Linked DNA regions of Arachis hypogaea: region 2 is linked to region 1. The links are chromatin contacts, called in public Hi-C maps. All regions are on one chromosome and are shown on one strand. The core of a region is the stretch at or near the end of the contact, and the rest is flanking DNA. Distances in the headings are between cores, read along the strand shown.

The links. A called contact is a pair of places that touch in the nucleus more often than the background predicts.
Region 2: a contact with region 1 is called in a Hi-C map of an unstated tissue, with 4 times the contacts expected there. The contact joins the enhancer-like site here to the promoter of LOC112706617 in region 1. A contact is called at or near these places in 3 of 8 Hi-C or Micro-C datasets (leaf and an unstated tissue).

Annotation. Positions count from the first base shown.
Region 1 is chr8:26,247,974-26,255,689 of arahy.Tifrunner.gnm2.J5K5, forward strand. It overlaps LOC112706617, which reads left to right and starts at 3,466. Exons shown (of 3, transcript XM_025758010.2): 1 at 3,466-3,693; 2 at 3,847-3,922; 3 at 4,656-5,430. The coding sequence starts at 4,702. The coding sequence ends at 5,112. LOC112706618 (beta-glucosidase 12) reads left to right here and starts at 7,382. Exons shown (of 13, transcript XM_025758011.3): 1 at 7,382-7,517; 2 at 7,594-7,663.
Region 2 is chr8:26,317,237-26,324,952 of arahy.Tifrunner.gnm2.J5K5, forward strand. No RefSeq gene overlaps it. Among protein-coding and RNA genes, the nearest start is that of LOC112706621, 11 kb to the right of the region's middle. Within about 2 kb of position 3,710, at least 2 of the 3 cell types and tissues checked have open chromatin away from gene starts, as enhancers often do.

The DNA of each region.
Region 1 (7,716 bases), core at 2,216-4,715:
AAATTGAAGAAAGCTTTGTACGGGTTAAAGCAAGCACCAAGAGCATGGTACAAGAAGATTGATTCTTATTTCATTGAGAATGGTTTTAGAAGATGTCCGTTTGAGCATACTCTTTATATCAAGTTCGTTGAACCTGGAGATATCTTGATCGTGTGTCTTTATGTTGATGATTTGATCTTTACTGGGAACAATTTGAAGGTAATTGCAGAATTCAGGGAGGCTATGATAAAGCACTTTGAAATGACAGATATGGGCTTGATGTCTTACTTTCTTGGCATTGAAGTGGTTCAAAGAGATGATGGAATTTTCATTTCTCAGAAGAAATATGCAAATGATATTTTGAAGAAATTTCAGATGGAGCATTCAAAGCCAGTTTCTACTCCAGTCGAAGAGAAGTTCAAGTTGCTGAGAGAAGATAAAGGAAGAACAGTGAATCCTACATATTACAAAAGCTTGATTGGAAGTCTAAGGTACTTAACTGCGACTAGACCAGATATTGTATTTGGAGTTGGTTTGCTTAGCAGATTTATGGAGGAGCCTTATACCAACCATTTGCAAGTGGCAAAGAGAATTCTTCGATATATCAAAGGTACTTTAAATGATGGAATTTATTATGAGAATACTAATGAAGTAAACCTTGTTGGCTACACTGATAGTGATTGGGCCGAAGATATAGAAACAAGAAAAAGTACTTCAGGTTTGTATTTCATCTTGGTTCTGGTGCAATTTCATAGTCGTCAAAGAAACAACCAGTAGTAGCACTATCTACAGCAGAAGCAGAATATATAGCAGCAGCAAGTTGTGCAACACAAGCAGTTTGGCTAAGAAAAATTCTTGAAGAATTGAACGAGAAACAAAGTACTCCAACAACAATATTTTGTGATAACAAGTCAGCTATTGCACTTTGCAAAAATCCAGTATTTCATGGAAGATCGAAGCACATTGATATTCGGGTTCACAAAATCAGAGAGTTGGTGAATGAAAAAGAAGTTGTGATCGAGTACTGTCCAACTGAAGAACAAGTTGCAGATATATTTACAAAGCCATTGAAGACTGAATTATTTTACAAATTGAAGAAGATGCTTGGAATGATTAATTCTGCAAGTTTGATTTAAGGGAGGCAATGTTGATTAAAAATTTTAAATCAACTTGCATAGATTAAAATTTTCATGAAGCATGGTTAAAGAATTGAAGAAGCAAAGTTTGAATTGAAAACAATAATCATTAATTTACTAGAAGATGTTAGAAATTTGGAGAATAACCAAGAACATTCAAGAGAGTAGTATAACTACAACATTCTACAACAATGAAGAAGTTCAAAATCAAATTGAATTGGAATTGAAAGGAAGTTGCACTCATCACCTCCATACTAGAAGAATCATGAAGTGCATTGAAAGGTTCAAGATTGATGACTAAGCTTAATGAAGAATTTTCAAGATGTGCTAGAAATTACTTATTTGAATAGTCAAAGGAAGAAGCAAAGTTGGATAAGTATGTGTATTAAGAAGTTAGTAGAATCATGAACTTTTAGTATGAAACTTTGCCTATATAAAGGCATATATGCCTTATGTATTTTGTGTGTTCTATAATGAAATGTGTATGTTTTGAAATGTGAAAATTCTCTTCCTTGTTTTATGAGTGTTAGTGAGTTTGAGAGATGAAAAATATGATAGTGTCATTTATATGAGTGAGTGATCCTAGGGCCAATTAGTTGTGGGTATTATACTTACATATTTCATTAATTATTAAAAAATGAAATACAAAGATGTCTAGAAGCAGGACAGCATAATAAAAGGTGGGGATTTCTCAAAAACACTACACTGTATTCATTCAACGGTGTATGGTCAAAAAACAAAGAAAAATCTTAAAGAAGAAATAATGATAAATCAAATTGAATGCACCTAAGAGCTTGTCTCATGGAGATGACGACCTAAACTGGGAGTTCTTTGGATTTCACGAAACAACTTGACAGAACTTGCTAGAATGGCAGACGGCATAGAAGTAGAACCTTCAAAAATCAACTGGTTGCGAGCTTTCCAGCAGTTCCAGCAAATGATGGCAAGCAATTGAGGATTACGGTCAGCATTCTTCAACGGGTTAAGTATCTCTGTTGATGCAGTCCATCATGTCCAAAAGTCATTAGAACTCTGAGGGGGAAGACAGTCACGAAGATAACTCTGAGACCATACGTCTTTAATTCTAGAGCAATCGATCAAACAATGAGTGACTGTTTCCGTTGCTTCATGACAACAAGGGCATATTGGCGATATAGATGGAATGCGGTGATGAATCTGAACAAGCACCGGAAGTCGACCATGAAGAACTTTCCAGATAAATTTATTGTTATACTTTTCTGCCCTTATAATGCGAACGCATTACATTATACTAAAAATCTACCTAAATCAAGTGATTTAGTTAATCGTAAGTATTTATAAGTTAAGGATAGAAATAAAATTTTTAGAGGCGGCGTGACAAAGCAGCAGAACTAGTAGTATGATAGAATGTCTCAAATTTGAATGACGTTAGATTTAGGGCACAGGGTACCGTTGTTAGGGGACAGTTGGGGACATCTTAGTTAAAGAGATGAGAGATCTATCTATTTGCTATATTTTTTTTATCTCCAAACTCAACAAATAAAAAATTAATTTGTTATAAATTTAAATTTTATTTAAAAATAATAAATTTGTTAGTAATTAATTTAAAAAGTTAATACTTAAAATTTATAAATATTTTGTATTAGCTTTTAAGACAATTTTCAATATATAAAGGACATAAATAATCAGTTAGATGCTACAACCTACATGTCGTCTTTTGGTTATTTAAATACTAAAATTGAAACAATACCATTTTATAAAATCAAGTGTAACATCCAATTATCTACATCAATTTAAAAATTAATTAGAGATAATTAAAATTTGAAAAATTAAATTAAAAATTACCTGCAAATTTATAAAATTGAATATTACATCTAATTTAAATTAGTCGAATAATTAACTTATTCATTTTTTTGAGAAAATATCAAAAATTTAAATTCTAACATCCCGTTTAGAAAAGTTTATAAGTTATTTTTTTAATTTTTAATTTATAAAAATGTATAATATTAATGTGGGATACAATTTTTAAAATCAAATTATAATTTTTTAAAAAGTTATTTTAGTGTTTATAGAAAAATAAATAAAAATTTTTCTTATAATAATAATTTATTATTATTTTTTTCTTAAAATAAGTACTTTTTAAATATTTATTATTTATTTATTTTTTAAATTAATTAGATTATTTATCCAAAATAAATCTAAATACACAGAAATATGTGTACACAACAGACAAGATGAGATTCAAACCTAACAGCAAATGAATGAATCCAAATTGGTTTATCTAGGCTGTTTTCAGTTTTCACCACTTCCTACTTAATTACCATATTGACCCCATGATAAAATAAATAAAATATTTTTACAAATTACATACAGGTCTGTGTAGAGAGTGAAGAGGCAATCGACAAATATCTCTCTTTCTCTTTCTCTCTCATTCACGCCTTCTTCTTCTTCTTCTTCAGTTTTGTTCTCTCTTGTATTCTATCCCTACTTTCTTTGCCTCTGTTTCATTTTCACGATTTCTTCATTCTTATTCTCATCACCAACACTCTTCCAACTCCTTTCAATCCATTCCTATCTCACTCTTTCACCATATAGCTCGGTATTCTATTTGCTGCTTCATTCATTATTCAGATCATTTCTTTTCCTTATTTAACTCTCTTTATTCAGCTTTTCGTTTTTCGCTGTTTGATTCTACTTGCTTTATGGATTGAGATATATAAATTAACTCTTTTTTTTATGTTGCTTGTTGTAGAGTTTTCTTCTGCTGCAGCAGATTCCATTCATTCAGTCTTATGCTGGAGATGTCAACCGAGTTATCCACATTTTTGGTCAGTATTTTCGTTGGTTTATGCATCTTATTTGTCTCGCTTTGTTGTTATTGGATTTAATACTTTGTATGGTTTATTGTGGATCTTCCAAATGATACTTTGTTTAGATTAGAAGCTTAGTTGTGCATTATTTCTCACTTGATTTGCTCTTTTTTCGTTGAATCGCCAAATCCTCTTACTGTGTTCTTATGTGCCCTAATCTGACTGTTATTTACTAAAACAGTATCGGATTCAATTTTTGGGAATATACCTTTCTGTACCTAGCTATCAGCTGCTGCATGTGAAACCAATCTGTGGTTGCAATATCTTTTGGGTTTTACTATTCTGTCACTGAAAAATCAGGGTTTCAAAGAACTTGTTTATTGTGAATGAATGGAATAATAAAATGGTGCAAGAACAATGAGAAGTCCTTTGTTCATCTATAGAAATGGTTGGGACTTGGGACGGAGTGATATTTCTTATGGCTTATTTTGCCTATGCACAAATTCAGTCATAGCTTTAATATCATTAACCTCTTAGATTTTCATTTCACTATGCTGCGCGGCTTATAGGATTGTGTCTTTTGTGTTCGTTTTTGTGAGTACATACATATCACATATGCTCGATTATAAATAGGTGTTGGTGGGAAGAATATGCTAGTGCACCCTGTTTAATTTGAAGTTAGAGTTTATAATCCTTTGATATCTCTAGTTCTCTACTGAAAGTCTTGTAACTTGGCTTGATTTGCTTGCAGAGATCCATGTTTGTATGATCATATCTTTGCTGAGAATTTTAAGATTATGGGTAGAGGTAGAGGAAAGGGTAAAAAGCTAAATGTTACTAATCATGAAGATGCTGGAAGTGGTGAGGATGAAAAGCTTCCCACACAAAAGAGAAGAGGAAGGCCACAAAAACCTCTTAAAGATGAATTTGATGATGAAGAAGTTGAAAAAGTAGAGGATGACAATGTCAATGTCAACAATGTAGTTAGTGGCAAAGAGATGAAAAGTTCCATTGTAGTGGAGAATGGAAGGAAAAGGAAACGAAACACACAAGTGAAAGAGAAATTAGACTCTATTGAGGAAGAAAATGGTGTTGGAAATCAATTGAACACGGATGGATTGGAAAAGTCCAATGGATTTCGGCACAATGGAAGCCGGCGTAAGAGCACTCCTCGTCGGGCTGCTGAAGCAGGTGTGCAGTGCAAGTAAGAACATGGTGCAATAGGTTTCCTACTCATGTGACCCGTCGAAATTGCGAAACAGGGAATGAGGCCCATTAATCTTTGAGCTCTTTACTTTTATTATCTTGTTTTATTTCTTTGACCTTAATTTTACTTCGTATTTGTTCTTTGGGGATGGTTGAAAGGGGTTCCATTGGTTGATTCCCTGCGATTAATTCCTTTTTCGAGCATTGATATGAGAGTTTGTTATGCTGGTTGTAGTTCTATATCATGATATCAATTTTTGTCCCTTACTCTATTTTCAGTTTGAGATAGAAAAAGAATTTATGATCTTCCATTGAAGTTATGACCATGCCTCTGATGTTCCCCCTATCTCTCCTTAGAGGCTATGCTTGCCAAGTTTCTAAAATAAAGGAAATTTTGTCTTTGCGTCTCATGAGAAATTTCTTGACACCGAGTTATAGAGAATTTATTAGATTATGTGTCAACAATATCAGCTTTCTTATTATTGAGTTGTTATCTTTTGAGTCTGTACCTGTTAGTCTTTGTGTATGAATTTCTTCAAATTAAATAATAGCCTTCTATATCCTGTCTCTGGACTCTGGAGCTTTATATAGTCTCTTGGTCTATAAAAGAGTAAATTCAGATGAATTCATGAATCAGATTATAAGAATATAAAGTGACTCTTTCAGGAATGAAACAAGAGAACAACAATGGTGCTTTGCTGAGATGTTTGGCAAACTACTATGCCTAACAGATATCTTGTTTCCATAAATTGTGTTTTCATGTGTTGGAATTTGGAAGTCCAAATCAATAAATATTAAATAATAATGAAAATGCGTGCATAAGAATTCTAACTCACAAGATTTGTATATTTGACTGAGATACAATTTGGGTTACTTTTGCTTTGACTTTCCTTCATATCCATATGCTAAATGCCCGTTCATTCTCTCGGAAGAAAGCAAACTGGGCATAGAAGTTCGCAAATGATAAGAATAATTATTTTTTTGGACAGAGTATGAATTGAATAATCATAAATATTGTGTAAATTTTAAACAAATTAGTGTAGGGTTTTGTGTTTTTCTTTTCTTTTAACTATTTGGCCATCCATAATAATGACAGCATTATTTTAGTTTTTGGTCTTGGTCCATGATGACAGTTGTTTTTTTTTCATGATAACGACACAGAGCTAATACACTATTTTAAGGCTAATTGGGTCCATTCCAAAAAAAAAGGAAAATTGGGTTAGAGAGATTTTGGCTTAGTCGGTGCCTAGCATTCTGATCCAGCCCACTTCTGAATGATCGTCACTTGCTCTAGTCATCCATCTTTAAGACAAAAAAAAAAAAAAGAAGAAGAGTAACCGATGTTGAAAAGTTATTGTGTGCAAAATGTTAGTTGGTGTAGTAATTGTATGATTAGAAGATAGATCTAATTTAACTTGAATATACAGACAAGGATAATTAATCACTATTGTCATCCAGTCATGCTCACGATCTAATTAGAGATTTATTTGTTTTAATAAAAAGGGAAAGTATGAGGAGCCAATGAAATATTTATACAATGTGTACAATGGAGGTTTATGGAATATTAGAGATATAATTATTAGTGTTACATTTTTTCATCAGCTGAATCTTTTGGGATGAGTGGTATCATGACATGGTATTAAAGCGCTAGATCTGAAAGGTTAAGAGTTCGATCCTTGGTGAACCCAAAAATTAAACTAATTTTTCGAGAAGATGTACTTGGATGGTTATTCTAAATAGTATAGGAGATGTTCATTTCATAACTTAATAGCCATTGTACACATTGTACAAATAGTCCATTGTCTCCCCAGTGGATCCTAATAAAAAATATAAATTCTGTTTTTCAACCAACAAGAAAAAAAAAAAGAAAGGAAGAAAGAATAAAGTTAACTTAAATAATCATAAAAAACCTTTGATTTTGATTTGCTGCCATGTAAAATAATTTATGCTATGAAACTTTTATGTGCCCTGACGGTACCTTAGTGAAAAAATATAAAAATTAATTTTAAGTGTTTAAAATTAACACTTTTATAAATTTAAAATTTAGAATAAAAAAAAATTAACTAATTGGCTTGGCAAAATAAATGATGGAGAACAAGAGTATTAATTTGCTCTAGAACATAAAAGAAATTCTCATGATTACATATTTACTTGCTTAACTACGATTAATTAGTCATTGCAACCAGCAAAAAGTAGAAGAAAACAAGTTGCTAGTAAAAAATAGTTGTGTTATATATATATAGGAAAAAAGGCAAATCCTGAATTGAGATCAACTGAGATAACAGTGAAGGGGTTTATTAGCGTTGTTGTTATCGGCGTGGTCTTTGCTACTTGTTCTTCTTCTTCGCTCAATCGGAGCAGTTTTCCAGAAGGTTTCATCTTTGCCACATCCGCATCTGCATATCAGGTATGTATGTATCTATCCATCTCAATTATTTGAATTCAACTTCATTCAATTAATAATTATTACATTCGATGCGCAGTACGAAGGTGCAGCAAATGAAGGTGGAAGAGGTCCAAGTATATGGGATACCTTCACTCACAAATATCCAGGTTTTTTTTTACTTTCTTTCAATAATTATTTTATTTTCTTCAACAAAATTTAT
Region 2 (7,716 bases), core at 2,460-4,959, 70 kb after region 1:
TAAAAGAAAAAATTGCTTGTCTCTCTCACTTCCATCCCCTTTGGTTTCATTTGCCATGAACAAAAATTCTTTGTTGTTGAAGACTTAACATTGCATATGCTGAACTGATTTCCCTCTAATGACAGATGCAGGGAGTGGTTAACTTTTTTGGTCGGATATCAATACTTATTGACCAGAATATACGGATGAACTGATTTCCATTTGTTCATGACTGCACTCCTACGGGTTTTTGTTCATGATTCTCTTATTATACTATTAAGGGTAGGAGGCACATGCTGTCAATAAAATACAATTAAAGTAGAATATATTTATTAAAATAGATATGTATTTTTTTTAGTTTTAATTTGTTAACAAAAATATTTTATACACTTTTATGATTAAAACATCTTTTATTGTAATTTTATATGAATATCCTTAGAAAATACAAGTGACTCTTTTTATTTTATATTTTTACGTTTGTCAGAGTCCATTTCTTCTTTAGTTTTAAAACTTATATCATAAAATTAACGAATAATATGTATAACATGGATATACAAATTAAAAAATAAAGAATTTTTAGTTAAATAAAAATTAATAAATTAATATCTTAAAAAAGCTTAATAAAAACTAACAAATTTACTTCACAAATTATAGTGGTTTTTTAGATTTTATATTTGTTTTTTTTTTAATTTTATACAAGGACCACATTTTATATAAATACTGAAAGGAAAAAAAAGTTTAATAGTGAATTCAGTTTTGAGACAATATGATATGATTGATTTTTAACTAGTTTATTTAAGTAAATTATAGAAAGTATGACATTATAAATTCAAGATTTATGGATGCCAGTTTTAGCGGATTCACAAAGTAAAAAAAAAGTAAATCTTATTAATAAAACTATTATGAAGATTTTTAATAAGAACAATGCTATATGACTAACAAATATTATATTTTTTGTCAGCACTTAATCAGTAATAATTTGTACCCATATTTATAGAGATTTTGTACACAATAAACATACAATTTACACCTATGTTTATTAAAATTTTGCACATATGAATCATTATCATTTGCACTCAAAATTTTCAGAATTTAAACACATATATTAATAAAATTTATCCGTTAAACATAATTTAGTATTTATATTCACCAAAACATAAACAAAACAACTAAAAAATACTAATTTTCAAAAATTTCTCTTTTAATCATAATAATAATAATAATAATAATAATAATAATAATAATAATAATAATTATGATAATATCAACAATACTGTTTAATAATTATTTTTATTCAAAATAAAAATATTTTCTTATAAAATTTTAACACTTTATAAATTTATACTCTCATAATTTCATGCCACAAATACATTAATAATAAGAGCTCACATAAATATTACATGATTTAGTTCTTGTTTTTTTTTTATTATTCTCATTATTAATAGTTCATGACTACTTTAATTTTATTGATCTAACATTATAATAGATTTTCACACTAAACCACAACCATTCAAATTTTAAAATTATCAACTCAAAAAATACTAACAGATTTATTTCCTTCAAAACAAATGTCCACGTGATATACACATCATTTTGGTCAGTTTATTTAGGCTTGGTTTGGTAAAACTTTTCGAAGAAGTGCTTGTCCTTTTTAAAAGCTCAAGCACTTCATTTTGTGTTTGGTAAATAAAAAAGATTATGTGCTTGTACTTGTAGCTTTTAAAAGATCGGAGTACTTTTGAAAGCATCTATGATAGAACTTTTTAAAGTTGGCTTGTGCTTTTCAAAATTTAAAAGTCTAATATAACCTCATATGTTAACTAATTGTCAAATTTATGTCTATTATAGTATTTTTAAATTTTAAAAACTATTTTATCAACGGAAATGTTTAGTAACCAAAGAAAATCAGGCAAAAACACCCATAACTTATTTTATTTAGCATTCATTAATTGTTGCGACAATTAATAAATACTAAACAAGGCAAGTTCTGACTGTTTTTTTGTCTCCCTAGCATTATCATTTACCAAATGCAATTGTTGTTACTTATGTTTATTAAAAGTAATTTTTAATTTGATTTACCAAATATAAATGTTACAACTTTTAAAAAAGTCATTTTTAAAAGGTAACTTTTATAAGCTATTTTTGAAAAATAAAAATTTTACCAAACTAAAAAGCTTTTACTTTTTAAAAGTAGTTTTTTTACCCTACTACTCACTACCTTTTACTTTTTAAAAGTAGTTTTTTTACCCTACTACTCACTACCAATAAGGCCTATCACTCTAACTAACAACTTTCACCCAACTCTCCACATATTATGTGTTCATTAGTCAGTCAAAACTTAGCCATTTTTAGTTACTAACTTACTATAATGTCACGGTATAACATTGTCCATCACTTCTCAATTTGTGTATCCACGCAGCCACCCCAGGTGCTCCTCCACCTTCCACCTTCCACCATTATCGTTTTGTTTCTCTTTGGTGATCATTAACTCATTCTTTCCTTCCTTTACAGACATATCTTTGACTTATTCTTGGTTTAACATCTCCCAAGTTTCGGGCATCTCCATTCTGATGAGTTAAAATCCACAAGTACTTAAATTAATACTAACACCAAAACACTTGCAAGTTGCAACGATAATAAATACATCAAAGAACTACAGTAGGATGCCACTCCCCTTTCGAAGGAAAGGGAGCAGAAGAAAGTATACACTATGGTATAAATAAGAATGGTATATTCATCTAGATAAACAAATTTCAAAAGATGAGCTGCAAAAAAACAGACCATTCCAGCCATAATAGTATTGTCTGAATTAGTATATATCAACCTTGATATCTGTCTTGGTAGGGATAGAGGTTATTAGATTACTTAGTTTGAAGAGGGTAAAGGGGGTTAGAAGAAGGAAACTCGAGGGAGGGCTTAACATTATCCACTAAAGGTAGCATTTAGAAATAGGCTCAGAGATATGCCCAAGTCTTAGTAGTTTTTATTTTTTATATGGAAAAGTACGAAAACCAATGTATATTTTATACGATATATATAATGGAATTAAATTGAAATTAAAATTAAATTAGAGACAATTAATTAATTTTAAGTAATTTTTAATTTAAAATTTGAATCAAATCATGATTCTGTTAGTTATGAAATCAAATTAGGATTATCTATATAAAGATAGGGGTGTATGCGGATCGGATCGGATCCGATATTCGCAGTTTTTAAGATTGGATCCGATCCGATCCGATCCGCAAACGTGCGGATCGGATCGGATCCGATATCGGATATATCTGCAAAACACAAAAATATTTTTAAAAACTTATTTTTATTAAAAAAATATCAATAAAATTTATTTTTTCTATTCTTTTAAATATGTTTATTTTTAAAATAATATTAAACATATTTTTCTTAAATAATAAATTAAAATAATATAACATATATGATAATTATTAGTTGAAATAAAACATAAAAAGAATATTTATTTATTTATTTATTTTTGCGGATACGCGGATACCAACACAAAATCCATAATTCGATCCGATTAGTGTGCAGATCCGATCCGAAAACCTTGCGGATCAGATTCATATCCGCAATTTTTAGATCGGATTCGGATAAACGGATCGAATCCGATCCATAGACACGCCTATATAAAGACATGCAGCGCTCACTCCGACTCCTTAGAAATTGTTACCGTTTTTTAAATCCCTTGCTAGAGTTCTGTCTGTCATCAACTATGCGAGTGGGAATCGATCTCCCTCTAGGCTTTTTTAACTTAACCTTCTTTTTCAACTTAACCTCTTCATGGCCGTTCATAGAAGACCAAGATCTTCCGTTCTTCTTCGGCCTATTGTTCGGAGTTCTCGTTGCGGTTTCTTTCCTTGCATTAGGAAGACCTAGACAAGCAGCAGTCACCACCCAGAGGAGTTCCCCCTCACTCATGTGTAGATGAGTTTTTGTTATTTCTTATTTTGTTTGGTTATATTTCCTTCGTTTTTTGACTTCTTGTTTTGGGATCAGTTTCGGGTATAAAAGCCCGTGAGGATGGTTTTTTTTTTGTCGTCTTTTTTTTTGTTTTTGACTTCGTGACTTAGGTATGGCTTTCTCTTTGGTGTGGGTCTCGTTTTTTTTTTCCCTTTTTTTTGAACTTCTTTTTCCCCATGCTGGCAATAAAATACAATTAAAGTAGAAAACATCACAAGATATTTATTAAAATATATATGTATTTTTGTATAGCTTTAATTTATATTTGCTATTTTTTAATTTATGTTTATCATTTATTAATTATTTTCGGATAAATTAAAAGGAAAATATTTGATTGTGTTAATGAGAAAAATATGTATAAGCCACAATATAATTAGTATTTAGTTTGGCTTAAACTATTTTTCCAAATAAAATTAAAAAGTCAAAGATGATATTTTAAAATAACTATGCATTATTTTTAATAAAATTTAATATAACATTATAAATGAATATGATAAAAGTTAATTGCAGTAATTTTTTATGGATATAATTTCAAATATTATAAAAAAATTATTATCTTTTTTCTTAAATTAACCTACCTATTCTGAGGTTTTAGTCATTTTTTCTTGCTTTGGTAGTTACAAGAAATATAATTGTTCTTGTGCCCAAGATTAAAAAATGGATTTAGAAGGTATCTTTTTTTATTTTTTTTATTTTTATAAGTTAAACATGTCTTATAACCATTTAGTAATAACAGATATAAAATTCTTTTATCGGATATGATATTAAATTATATATAGAGTAGTTTTGATACCCAAATTATTAGTTATATAACAGCTACGACAAAGTTATAACGGGTGGATCAACAAGAATGACAAATAAAACCTAGGTAGCTAAAACTAAAAGCCTAATAAAGGTTACGTATTTTCTTGTTATAAAAATGGTCACAAATTCGCAATACAATATTCGAAGCTAAGAAATTATGGCATCCAACAATAAGCTGTTATTGAAACTATATTGAAACTATAGCCATAGATATAAAATTCTTTGATTTAAGCTGTTATTGATGATCACTCTTCATGCTTCTTCATTCAATCGGTAAAAATAAATTTGATTTTTAGTTCACAAAAACCGAGGAAGAAATTTTAACCATGAATTTATATATATGGATATAACAAATACTGTAACAAACTGAAAATTATCTACTAAATCAATTAATATATATATATATATATATATATATATATATATATATATAATGGTTAAGTACGATTTTGGTATCTAAAGTATATATCAAAAATTTTGTTGTTCATAACTTTTTTTTGCATATAAAATTATTTCTAAAGTTTAACTTAATTTTAAAATCGTGCTTAACTTAGAAATCAAAATGTATCAAGGTGACGACGAAAGCGGAAGCAGAGTGGATCGTGGATAGCTTGGATCGTTGATAGCTTCTTTTTCTTCTTCTTTTTCTTCTTTCCTTTTCTCTTCGAAGGAGCAGAAATATTTTCTTTCTCTTATTTTTTTTTAATTTTATAATTTTTTATTTTAGATAATTTGGTCTAAAATTTTAATATTTAAGTAAAAAGAACAATTTTAAAATTTAATTTTAAACTTTAGAGACGATTTTATATAAAAAAAGGTTAAAAATAAAAAAAATTTTATACCTACCAATATTTTCTATTTTAATAATTCTAATATTATATTTTATTAATATATTAGAATATATATATTTTATATGTACAAAAATATACAATAAAGATTTTGACAATAAATAAAGATTGTACAAATTTTAAAGAACAAAATGTTTGTTATGCTTAATATCTTTAGTTTGGTCTGTATTCATATTAACTCCGCTCTTTATTCAAGTAGTTTTCTGTTGGCAAAATTACCCGAAGCCTATGCTTTTTTGAATCCAATTGTAGATATTATGCCAGTAATACCCTTACTTTCAAATTTGACCTAACCCGCGGATCTTTTTTTCAGTCATTCATTGAATGATAAATCACGACAAGTGATGGAGATACGCGATTTAAATAACGGAAAATCCAATATTTTATAATAGTATCTAAAATGACTGGAAATGTGGAAACAAGACCAGATATAATTTGATCATTCTGAGCAAATCCAAAATCTTTATAGAGAGAACCAATCATTAGTTCCCACCCATGGGTCGAATGGAATCCTATACATATATATTATATATATATATTATATATATATAATAGGCTGGTAATCTACTATCTAATCTAATATAGTATTTGTAAATTATCTAAATAGAATCTCGAATTTCTATTTCTATAGAAGCTGTCTGATTTCACTCATATAACTATCAGATTTTGTTCTTCAATCAGACTTGAAGTGAGAATAATAATGAATTTTTTTTATTCTGCCCCTTTCCTATTATATTTAATATTTAGTTTAGAATATTTAATGCATATTTCATTTAAATGTATATTTAATGTATTTAAATGGAATTCTCGAACCATGAGTTAAGAATAAGAAGTTCTTGATTACCCAGACTGGAATAACCACTTAGAATAACAAAACTAAGTATGTTTGTCGAGAAATGCAAAATTGCATGGATACGATCCTCGTTGTGCGTCGGTGATCAATTGGATGGTTTCTTTGTATATTTTGGTACGAAGATTCTTTTTAGTTTAGTAAAAAAAAAATAGGAAAAACATCTTTTAAATAATGAATCTTTTTCCTTTTTTTTTTTTAGAAATCAAAATCATATTTAATCTTATTTTTAATGCATATTTTTATTTTAATATATATTATATATTATTGGTTAATTTAGAAGCCGATTTTGAGTATACGTGCTAAGCATATGTAGATTGATATTTTCCAACATTATGTACATGTGGGTTACCACCGGTCCATCACCACATAATACCATTGCATGAATGAAATTCTAACTATTTATATACATATATACTCACAAAAATAATAATATCAAAGTATATCTTAAATAAATTTGATTTGTTTCACATTTTTTACCGTAAGTATCTAAAAGTGTAGAAGTGTTAACATTATATCCATGGAATGGAAGAACAACTTCATTTTCTTTTGGTTATGAATGTAAATAATTTCAACTTCACTGATGACTCTAAGGATAAAAACAGAATATACAAAAAGAGAACATGTATCACACGTGTAAAATCTGTGAGCTTTCGATAAAAAGATTCATTCTCTTCATAAAAAAGAGGAGGTAGAAACAATAAAGATTTATTTTTCGACTCATAATGGTAACTTATTATTTTGATAAAAAATTTCTTCAAACAGAAGAAAATTATGTAAACACTTACTCGAAATCTTACTTATCAGATTTCATTGTGTCTTCCACAATGGAATCTGAAGAATTCGCCATGATATATCTGATTCATGTATAATATCATGAAAAATAGATACAAATTTTTTGCTGCTACTTAGTATCGACAATAAATCTAAAAAAGTATCTAAAAATATTGCACCAAATCAAAGTAAACGTGAATCACATAAAGTTTGACCTCGAGTACAGTATAACAGTACTATAATAATTAAGAAAGGATTCTCCAAGTAGCGTGAATCACATAAATTATTAAAAAAGAAAAGCTGATCTATATATATAGATAGAGAGACCCTAGTACTCTTCCAACTTCCAAGTTCCATAAATGTGATCAAGCTGAACGAACAGCTGGAGCAATTTGTTTGGCTTTTGAAGAATTTTTTATGTTAACGTGGGCACTAATCCAGTAATCCTTAATAACATGAGCTAATTCAATTATAATGATGAACTAATTC